Linked DNA regions of Mus musculus: all the other regions are linked to region 1. A link is a contact called in public promoter capture Hi-C data. All regions are on one chromosome and are shown on one strand. Each heading gives the region's core, a stretch centred on a gene start, on an enhancer-like site or on the middle of the called end of the contact. The rest is flanking DNA. Distances are from core to core; before and after follow the strand shown. Region 1 holds the start of Inpp5k (inositol polyphosphate 5-phosphatase K). Region 2 holds the start of Fam222b (family with sequence similarity 222, member B). Region 3 holds the start of Phf12 (PHD finger protein 12). Region 4 holds the start of Nufip2 (nuclear fragile X mental retardation protein interacting protein 2).

The links. Promoter capture Hi-C pulls out the DNA fragments that hold promoters and counts their contacts.
Region 2: a contact with region 1 is called in a promoter capture Hi-C map of pre-B cells, with 6 times the contacts expected there. The contact joins the promoter of Fam222b here to the promoter of Inpp5k in region 1. A contact is called at or near these places in 2 of 39 promoter capture datasets (liver and pre-B cells).
Region 3: a promoter capture Hi-C map of liver shows a contact between it and region 1, with 4 times the contacts expected there. The contact joins the promoter of Phf12 here to the promoter of Inpp5k in region 1. A contact is called at or near these places in 5 of 39 promoter capture datasets (the C10 cell line, hippocampal neurons, liver and 1 more) and 2 of 9 other capture datasets (adipose tissue and liver).
Region 4: a contact with region 1 is called in a promoter capture Hi-C map of liver, with 2.9 times the contacts expected there. The contact joins the promoter of Nufip2 here to the promoter of Inpp5k in region 1. A contact is called at or near these places in 1 of 39 promoter capture datasets (liver) and 2 of 115 datasets of contacts at active chromatin or transcription factors (embryonic stem cells and epiblast stem cells).

What each region holds. Positions count from the first base shown.
Region 1 is chr11:75,629,701-75,632,292 of GRCm38.p6, reverse strand. Inpp5k (inositol polyphosphate 5-phosphatase K) reads right to left here and starts at 1,273. Exons shown (of 12, transcript NM_008916.2): 1 at 1,096-1,273. The coding sequence starts at 1,193.
Region 2 is chr11:78,093,417-78,096,008 of GRCm38.p6, reverse strand. Fam222b (family with sequence similarity 222, member B) reads right to left here and starts at 1,319. Exons shown (of 3, transcript NM_145430.3): 1 at 1,218-1,319.
Region 3 is chr11:77,981,516-77,984,107 of GRCm38.p6, reverse strand. It overlaps Phf12 (PHD finger protein 12), which reads right to left and starts at 1,292. Exons shown (of 15, transcript NM_174852.3): 1 at 731-1,292; 2 at 1-92. The coding sequence starts at 796.
Region 4 is chr11:77,684,834-77,687,425 of GRCm38.p6, reverse strand. It overlaps Nufip2 (nuclear fragile X mental retardation protein interacting protein 2), which reads right to left and starts at 1,287. Exons shown (of 4, transcript NM_001024205.2): 1 at 919-1,287. The coding sequence starts at 1,198.

The DNA of each region.
Region 1 (2,592 bases), core at 24-2,523:
CGAGTCTACTCTCTCTTGGGACAAGTCGCCAGTTGGTACATAACATTCCAACCTCCGCTCTCCACAAGTCTCAGTATCAGGAGAAATAATCAACAGCTCTTAAATACCACCACATCCATCACAAGTTCAGAAAAGCGAAGACTTAGGGAGACCTTCAGTGAGGGTGTTGCTATAGCAACACTCCAAGAAGCCCAGACTGTCTCCAGGACAGAGCAAGCAGGAGCTCAGACTCTACAGATGAAACCTGAGTTCCAAGAATACCGAGGCACTGAAGCACAAGATCCCGCAGAGCCACCCAAAAAGGGGAGGGGGGCATTTCCTTCTCCACCAGAGCCTGTTCTTAAAGTGTGACTTGTAAACAAAACAAAACAAAAAAATTCCTGGTTAGCTTCAAGCAGCTCCCTGCCTCTCCCTATGAATATAAACAAAATAATACAAAAACCTTCCTCTCAAGTCCTCTGAGAGACTGTCATTTTGTCTGTTTACAGTCTCCCCCTGCTGTCCGGCAGGTAACCGGTTTCTTTACTCAGTGGCTCCTTGTATTCCCACTCTAAGTGGATAAAAAATAAAACTCGGGATTTGGCATCCCAATCCTCAACTTTGATGATTAGTAACAAATCCATGCACCGCGAATTACGCTCAATTGGACGATTAGCAGTGTTCCTCGTGATTTAAGAGCGGGCATGAGACCAGGCTTTACCTCGCTAAAGGATCTTATCTAAATCTGATTTCGGATTTCTAGAGATCACAGCCCGATCAAGAAGACCCCATGATGTACTGCTGAAAAACAGGAACAAAACTTCTAATCTACAACTGTAGGGGCAAATGTTGGTCCTTAGCAATCTAACCCTGTCTGCTCCAAGAATCAACTGGACACTTGCTTGGGGAGCATCTGCAGTGACCAACTCGGCAGCCAAAGTTTAGAGCGTGCATCAATCCTAACATAGCCCTTTCAGTACTGGCCTGACAGAATTCGGGTATCTAAACTAGGGCAGCCTTGATCCTACTGTGGTTTTGAAATCCAGCCCCACAAATCAGACTGGGCTGAAGACAGCTAACCGCCAGGAACCGACCGGCCTACACCTGCGTCCTCACCTGAGTGCAAAGCCTTTCGGTGCGCTCGGCCTCCTTAGACTCACAGCCGACATTATTCCCTCGCGGTAACCCGGTGTGTTCCTGTCTCCGTGCTGCATCTAGTGCGAGCCGGAGCAGCCCTTGGTCTCCGGTCTCAGCAGCACTGCTCCCTCCGGATTGTTTTTCTTCCGGATTCGGACTGCGCTTCGGCTTCCGTAGGAGGTGGATCCAGAGTGTCTAGGGTTTTGGGGTGCGGTTGGAGGACAGAGGCGGGGCTTTACAGCAGAGCGAACCGCCCAGAGGCGGAGCTGAGCCAGGCTCAGAGAGGCGGGCTCTACATGTCATCCACTCCCGACGCCATACCGCCGGCCCGGACGCGGGAGTGGGCGGTGGCGGGGCCACCTAGGCTCCGCATTCCCAGCCTGCTTTGCGCAAGGGCGCGGGCGTGAGGAGCGTTGAGGGCGGAAGTTGCTGCGGCTCGAGGACTCGGGCTGCTTCGTGATCGTCCCGCAGCGTACGGTCTTCGCTGTCGCCTGCCCACCCTCAGAAACCGGGAGTGGACAGGATGGGGAGCCTCACTGTAGTCTGTTCGGCCTCTCTCGCCCACACTATAAGTAATTTCTCATGTTCCTTGGCGCCCTCATAGGGGTCAGAGAACACTTCCATTCATTTAAGTGACTTGGTGATCGTCATTTAAAAAAATTTTTTTTTCCATCTGAGACAGTCTTGCTAGTAAGTACTGGGGCTTGTTATACAGACCAAGTTGATTTTCCGACCTCAGCTGAGATTACACCACCACGCCCAACTTGAAACTAGTTTTGCTGAATACAAAGCAAAATAATTTAGGATCCCCGAGAGCTATCAGTGAATGAAAAACAAGCCGTTGCTATTTGGTGTATATTCATGGTGACTGTTTACTTTGCCAGACACTTCGATTTATTATTTCCTTTAGATCTCTGGGTCTTAATTTTTGAGGGGTAGGGGGGATAGTGCATGGGGTTGTTTTTACAGTTATGACTTCCCCCAGGGAAATGGGAGTGTTGTTTTAGCACACTGTAGTACCAGCTACCCAGTGATGCCTCAAGAACCCACAAAAGCTCCACTACCTGAAATACATGTTCTGGAACCCGGTGTAGTGATGTTATTTCCAAAACTCACCGAGATTGGTTACTCCAAGTTTGAGTCCAGTTTGGGCTACCTTAAAGTTTCAGGGCATTCGAACTGTGCTGTGATTCATTCTCAAAATGGAAGGGAAGGGGACAACTTCTACCAAGTCTAACTAACCACCTGAGCTTTACCCCTGGATGGAAGACAAGAATCACAGTTGTAGCCATAAACACAGTAATAAAGCTGAAAGTACTGGAGAGGGCTCACAAGTTAAGAGCACTTACAGACCACTGAAGTTGGGTTTGATTCCCTTCACCCACACGGTGGCCCATAATCATTCTAATTCCAGTTGCCCTTTCCCCTCTCTGGGTACTAAGCATGCCAGTGGTGCACATTAACCTCGTCCACTTG
Region 2 (2,592 bases), core at 70-2,569, 2.5 Mb before region 1:
AACCCAGGCTCAGGTTCCAGCATCAAGTAGAGGCTGGGGAGATAAATGGCTCAGTTAATAAACTGCTTGGCACACAAGCATTAACAGAGGAGCCCTCCCGAATCTCAGCCAGGTACGCCTATAACCCCAGCTACTGGGGAAACAGAGGCAAGACTGTTAATTCAAACTCAACTAGTGCTTGAATTCAAGACCAGCATAAGCAAGTTAGTGAAACTTAGTCTCAAAATAAAAAGCAAAAGGAAGGCTGAGAACATAGCTCAGTGCTTCAGGCTGTATTTGCTTCCTCTTGGGTCAGAAGCTGCATACCATGTAAAAAGGCACAGGAGTAGGGTACTTTTCCTATTCAATTTGACAGAGAATTTGTCACACCACGGAAGAAAGTGCTATTTCTACAGATGATCTGCTGTACTTATGCAGGGTGCACATATTTTTGTCTACTGAGGTTTTACAAATATGCTTTGTTTTGATGGAGAAATCAGTTACTCCATTAATAACCATAGAGTCTAAAATCTGATCGTATTGCTGGTACATACTAGCATCCGTATAGTATTTCCAATCTATAGGTTTCATAAGCTCTCTCAACCAATATATGAAGCTTACAAAAGCCCAGCATTTAATGCTGGATCTTCCAGAGAACCAGAAAGGTTAAGTGGGTCCTATCCAAGGTTATCGATCAGGTTTATCTGTGCTGGACTTGGTTCCAAACCTGACTCCATGTCCTTAGCTCTTTAACCTAGATTCCTCCTGAATTTAAACAGAGCTTCCGACTCCCAAGCTTTACCCAGGGCACATCATAACTCCAGTGACCAGTCCTTCTCTGACTGGTTCAGAGTGGACTTCTTCAGCTCCAGCACGGCTTTTATTTTCCACCACCCTTCCCCCCCAGCAACCATTCTCTGAAAGAAGCGGAAAGGGAGAGGCGACCCAAAGCTCCTGGGGGAAGGGATGATGACAAACCAGACAGCGCGAGGCACTGGTCCTGCCGTGTGCGCCCTCACTCCACGAAACGCAACCCCTTCCCTCCGCCAAGCTGTCCAGCTCTGGGACTCATGACCTAATCATCCATGCTCCAAATGCTCCACCATCATCACCTCAAACTATCCCTCCCCCACGACCTCCGTCCCCGACAAGTAGAAGCCACCCCGCTAGTCAGGGTGTCCTTCCACCACGCCATATCTGCATTCCTTAGAGTCCACTACCCTTAAACCACCACTCACTGTCGGTGACTGGGCCCGGCCCTCATGGCTGCTCCGTTGTCGCCGGTCGCCGCCACTGCTGCTCCACGCCCCAGCCTCTCAATCACAGCCGCCGTCCGGACTGGCCGGGAGCTGCTTCTGCGCCTGCGCAGCCCGGATTGCCCGGGGCCCTCTCCGGCAGTCAGCGCCTGCGCACCTCGCTCCGGGGACGTCTTTATCATTGCCTGATGTCCTGCTTCTCTGGGTCTCAAGTGGGCATGGCCGCTCGCTGGCCTTGGATATTTTAGGTCTTAGGGAATGTGGCTACTGAGCCTTCCTTTTAGGCCTCTAGAATATCTTGCCTAAATTACTAAAGTCTTGAATTGAGATTTATCCCACCAGAATTCTGGATCCTGCCTGCACTTAAAGACCAAATCTTTTAGGCGTGGAAGAAATTGCAGACTCGTTCCCTACTGTACATCTCTGACTACGGAGTCAGATCTTTTTGCAAACCGATAAAGAAGACCTTTATCCCTGTGTAGTAGTAGCACGTACCCAACAGTACTTGAAATATTAATACTTACGATTATGAGCGACTGGACGGACATCGATCCTAGTAGCCAAACTTCAGTCCTCTGCATCAGCAGCGAGTGCTCATAGTCGCTGAACATTTCTCCAGCCCCTATACAACTATATTTTTTTTTAAAGATTTATTTATTTATTATATGTAAGTACACTGTAGCTGTCTTCAGACACTCCAGAAGAGGGCGTCAGATCTTGTTACAGATGGTTGTGAGCCACCATGTGGTTGCTGGGATTTGAACTCTGGACCTTCGGAAGAACAGTCGGGTGCTCTTACCCACTGAGCCATCTCACCAGCCCATACAACTATATTTAATGGAACTCTTAAGTGTTTAATAAACTAACACCCGGACGGAATGGAGCACTCCATGAATCTTTGCAGAGGCAGGAGGATTTCTGTGAGTTTGAGGCTCTCCTGATCTACAGATGAAGTTCTAGGATATCCAGAGCTACATTTTTAAAAGAATTTGGGCTCTGGAGAGATGGCTCAGTGGTTAAGAGCACTGACTGCTCTTCCAGAGGTCCTGAGTTCAAATCCCAGCAACCACGTGGTAGCTCACAACCATCTGTAATGGGATCCAACACTCTCTTCTGGTGTGTCTGAGGACAGCTATAGTGTACTCATAAAATAAATAAATCAATCTTAAAAAAAAAAAAAAGAAATTGGTGTTACTTCTTTCTGTCTTTTTTTTTTTTTTTTTTTTTCAGAGAAGTACCCAGGAACCCGAAGGGTTTTCATGAAATGCTTACAAATGTATTAATACTGAGGTGATGATGACAACTTTGGCTATATAAGACAGAATCTCACTAGTATCCCAGACTGGTCTTGAATCCC
Region 3 (2,592 bases), core at 43-2,542, 2.4 Mb before region 1:
GCCCTGCCGCTTCTCCGGGACTCCTTCTCGGGCTTCCGACTCCGCTTTTCTGCCTCGTCCGTCTTGGGGGGAGCCAGCAGAGCTTGGATTTGCTGCACACACATACAGACGGCATGTGTGCACATTCGGAGCTCCCGGGTAGCCCGTAGTCCCACCGGCGCCGCTTCTCCGTCACCCACCCCTCTTCCCCCTTTTGTCCTTCTTCCTCCCATCCAGGCTGCTTCCAGAACCTCTCGGTCCCCGGAATCAAGGGGAGCCCACCCTAACTGCGTTCCTGCAGCACAACAAGAAAAGCTCCTTCCAAATGGGGAGGACCAGGGTAGGGGGATGGGGAGAGGGTGCGCGGTTCTCTTCTTGCCACTTCCTTGTATGGACAGTGGGGGACTCCAAAGCCCGGCTCGGGAGAGGCCCGAAGCTTGGTACCCGGACGTGCAGGGGGAAGCACAAAGGGGCCGACAAGAAGGGGGTGGGGAGGCCTGCCGGTGCAATGAAATGGAGTGGGCTGAAGCCTCAGGGAGCGAATCGAGGGCGGCTGGTAGGTGAAACTGCTGCAGACGTCCTCGGAAGCTAAGCTCAGTCCCCCAAATTGCAAAGAGGGGAGGAAGAGACTGGGTGAGGAAGAACAACCCCCCCTTTTCCCGGCCCTCTGGCGCTTCGAGCTTAGGGCCGGCTTTGTGGGGCGGAGGTACCCTCCTGGCACTGGGGGGAAAAGGATGAGGGCCACTCTTACCTCCATCAGCCCCCCCGACGTGTCCAAGTCGTACACGATCGTCTTGGTCTCCATTTTCTCCCACATTCATCCACCTCTCGGGCTGGGCGCTCTCTGCTCCGGCCCCCCCAGCCCCGGGGGGAGGGGGGAGGAGGGGAAGGGGGCACCTCTGACCCCCGGTCCCCTTCTCTCTTCCCAACACAGGTTCCGACTTCCTCGCCCTGGCTCCCCCCCACCCCCCGGCCCCCAGTCCCTGGGACGGCAGCGTCCTCCCCACGGGCCGCGAGAGGGGAGCAACCCCTCAGCCCCGGCCCAGCGGCTGGCTGCACAGTGGATCCCGGCTCCGGGGGTCAGGCCTCGGCGGGGGCCTAGGCCCACAGGCTAAAGCTGGCGCTGGCGACCGCTGGTCCGGCCGGGAAGGCTAGCGGGCGCTGCCATCCCGGGCTTGGGGGACCGGAGGGGGGGGTGAGAGGTTAGGTGAGGTTGTGGTTCGTGAGGTGACTCTGGGGAGGATGATGGGGGGTGGTCCCCGGGCTCCGCCTCTCGCCGCCGCTGCCGTCTGCGTCCCGGCTGCCGCGCACTTGGCGCAAACTTACCGCGAGCGCCCGCAAAGCCACCCGCGCAGGCGCCCCGGGATCGCCGCTCGCCGCGCGCAACCGCAGTGACAGCCGGCGGCCTGGCTCCCGCGCAGCCGCGGTGATGGGGTACCCCCCGGCGCGCAGCCGCGCTGGCATTCGCCCGGAGCCCAGAAGCCCCGCCTCTCCGCCGTGCGCCGGCGTACTGCGATTGGAGGGCGGAACCTGAGGCCTCGCTTAGGCGCCTGGGAAAGCGCGTAGGGGTCACGGCGCAGCCGCAGGAACTGGAAGACGCATCACCCATTGGTGTTTGTGTGCGGACCACGGGCTCTGGTCCCGCGCAGGCGTGTTGGGTCGCCACCCTCCCGTCCCCTCACACAGCCGCCTCACGCGCAGGCGCGTTGTACCTGGAGGCCTGCACAAAAAAAAAAAAAAAAAAAAAAAGCTTCTCCTTTCGCCATTTTGGTAATGAGATTTGGGGCTACCATGCCCTTGGAGTCCTCAGTCACGACCAAGGAGGAGCGTGGGATGCTGTATGGAGCTGGTAGCTTTCGGCTGCAGCAGTACCCATATGGATGGTGTAGTGGACTGTTTGTCTCCAGTGTCAGGTGTGTCTGGACTAGGCCGCCATATTGGTAAAGAGGGAAAAAAAAAGCATTGCGACAAAAAAAAAAAAAAAAAAAGACGCTTTTGGTGGCAGATCGGATGACTGCTCTTTCCACTTCATTTCCACTCTCAGCACCTAATTTTAGCACGAGCATTGCTGCCTTGGGTCCCGATGGAACCCAAGATATTTCAAGCTGTTCTTACCCTCTCTTAACCACTGTCCCTGTGAACTACTCCGAAAGAGGAAGTCAAAAGCCCAAACAGTCCGTAATCCTGACAACGCCCAGCTACCTGCCTACAGCTGACTTCAATCCCCATCTTGCAACGCGCAGAGTTCAAAGGGTGAACGGGACCGCTTTGCACTCTGGTAGTTAGACTCGCGATGGATCTGATGGATTGTGGGAGTTGTAGTTCAGCCTTCAGGCGCTGCACTGGACCATAGGATGTACACGAAGAAAAGCCTGCCGGGAAAGGATACTTTTGAGAGCTGCCGTATTGCACACTGGGGTTTGTAGTTTGAGCCCCTCACCTCGCATTCTGAGCAGAGAGACATACCTCTCTTTGGGTGTGCGCTGTTATGCCCTTGTTATCACTTTCCAATATGGACAGATACTCTGCCTAATTGCGAATGAATGAACCCCACTAGGCATTAATTAACACTGGTGACATGCAGCTATGTCCTGCCGTTTCTTTCTTTCGTTT
Region 4 (2,592 bases), core at 38-2,537, 2.1 Mb before region 1:
GCGGAGGGGGAGGGGCGGCGGGCGGCGGCCGCCCGCAGTGCGGGGGGGACCCGGAAAAGGGCCGCAGAGGGTCCCGGGGCAGCCGGGCCGGCGTGCCGTGTGGCCTTCGGCACCCTTCCCCCTCCGCTCCTCCGCCGGCCGGAGTCGGTGACAGGAATCAGCTTCCAACATGGCGGACAGGAAGCGGCCCCGCGAGGAGGAGAGAACATTCCAGCCTCGCCGGCTCCGAGGCGAGCGGGCCAGGGGCGCCGGCCTGCGGAGAAGCCCTCGCGGACAGACAACGGGGTCCGGACGCGCAAGACGGGCGTTTAGGGGTGGAAATGACCCGAGGGACGATAGGGTCCCCCACACACCCAGACGGCAAACCCCAAGGCCACAGGTGGGCTCGGGGCGGCGGGTGAGCGAGGACGCTTCCTCAACTTAGCCCTCAGCCCCGCTCGTCGCCGCCTGCAAGCGGCTCTCGCGACACCACCCGCATCAGGATGGATTCACTAGGCCTGAATTACATACACCTCGGGGGAATTTTTTATTTTATTTTTTTAGGGCGGCTGAGTTTCACCCCCTTCTTAGGGGCCCCCACATTCAGGCAACTCCAGGGCCCGCACTAGAGGGGAAAAAGAAGATGAAGGCTGGACTTCCAAGGCCGAGGGCACAGCTCTGCCTCCGGCCGGCCGGGGCGGGGACCGAGGAAGGTCACGCCGGCCTGGCTGGGCCTCTCCCATGCTAAAGGGAAGGAGAGGGCGCTGCAATCCCCACCTCGCGGCCCGGCCCGCGCCCGGGAAGAATGGAAGGGGGCATCCCCGGCCCGGCGGGACGCACACCCGGACCGGGTCCGCGCTTTTCCCATCTAGCCCCACCCCCATCGCTTCCCCCCCCTCCAATCCAGTCCCCCTTCCCCCACCGCCCTCCCTCTCAGACCTGTTTTCTTCTTCGGCGTTTCCTGGTGCTGCTGGAGGGTGTGTTTCTGCTCATGTTTCAGCGGCTTGGGCTGGGCCTTGGGGCTGCCCTCGGCTCCATGCTGCAGGTATTGGTGAGGCTGCTGGTGATGGTGGTGGTGGTGGTGGTTGTGGCTGTGGTTGTAGAAATAATAATGGTGGTGGTGGTGCGACTGCTGCTGCTGCTGCTGCTGGGGATGATGGTGCGGATGGTGGTGGCTGTGATGGTGCTGAGGCTGTGGCTGGCCGGGCTTCTCCTCCATTGAAAGCGGCTGGGACTCCCTGGCTGAGGCTGCGGGCTGCTGCACCGTCAGGATCTGAGACTGCTTCTCCGCGCTCGCTCGGTATATCTGAGCGCGTCTCGCCAGCGCACTGGTTAAGCGAGAGGATCTGCGAGATTGGCAGCCGTGCTCCAGCAATGAGGAGCCACGCTGCGCGTCAAGCCCCGCCCCTAGCTCAAATCCTCTTCCCTTCCCCTTCGCCACCGCCGCCTGGCCAACGCCACTTACCCTATGCAACCTCACAGGGCCGGGCCTTCAACGTCAGCATTATGGCTCTCTCTTCTATCGCTTTCTCTCCTTCACCACGCAGTTAGCGAACAGCACTTTCTACACTCCTCACACCGAGCAAGCTGATGTCGAGTGTAGCAGATTCCACTGACGATTCTACTGGCGCTAGGAGCCATCTGTTGGTTTTGCACCTCCTAGAATGTGTTGGGTTGTGAGTGTGTGTGTGTGTGTGTGTGTGTGTGTGTGTTTAATTCTTTTCCGGGTAGCCAGAGAGGAAAGCTCAATTTCCTTAACCCTTAAACCACGAAGGGGGCAATTCAAAAAAGAGGAAATAAATACATTTTTAAGAATACAAGAGCTTCACAACTCGATAGATCGTTTTCGTATTCTGGATTCATTTTGCTTTGTATTCATATGCTAATCTCTTCCTTTCCACGGAGGGATTATAGGGTTCCACAATAGGGTATCTGTGTAATTTTCTAAAAGGGGACAAAGGGCTTAAATCATTGTTTCTTTGTAGTTGAAAGCAAGAGAGAGGGAGGAATGAAAAAAATCTACACTGAAGTTTTTTGGGTGTTTTTGTTGTTTTTTTAATCAAACACTGCAGGTGAGGTCAACTATGGAACCAAAATAGATTTTAGACTAAGACTTTCAAAAGTGAAATAAAGGAGAAAGGAACCCTTTAAAAGTTCTTAAGGTTTGGGTTTTTAAAACATTTTTGTATTAAATTTAAGGAAAACATTGAAATGTAAAGGTGTATTTGCAATTTATGCTGTTAATTTAACCTGTTATGATAGGAAGAAGGTTGTGATAAGCACAGACACGGGGTACCCTCGAAATATATATTTGGGGGACTTGGCTAGGAGTTTTGTTTGTTTTGGACTGGTTTGTTTTTGAAACAGACTATGTAAACCTGATTGGCTTGGAACTACCTAAGTAGAAGTGTCTGGCCAACTAAGAGATTCCCCCTGTTTCTGCCTCATGAATGCTGGGATTAAAGTCCTACACACACCAGCATACCCCAGCCAATGTGCTATTGCTATTACATGAATAATTGCTTTAAAATTCATTAAATTAGATATACATTTGTCTATGTATTATAAGGGATTTTTTTTTTTTTTGGTACAGCCCTGGCTGTCCTGGAACTC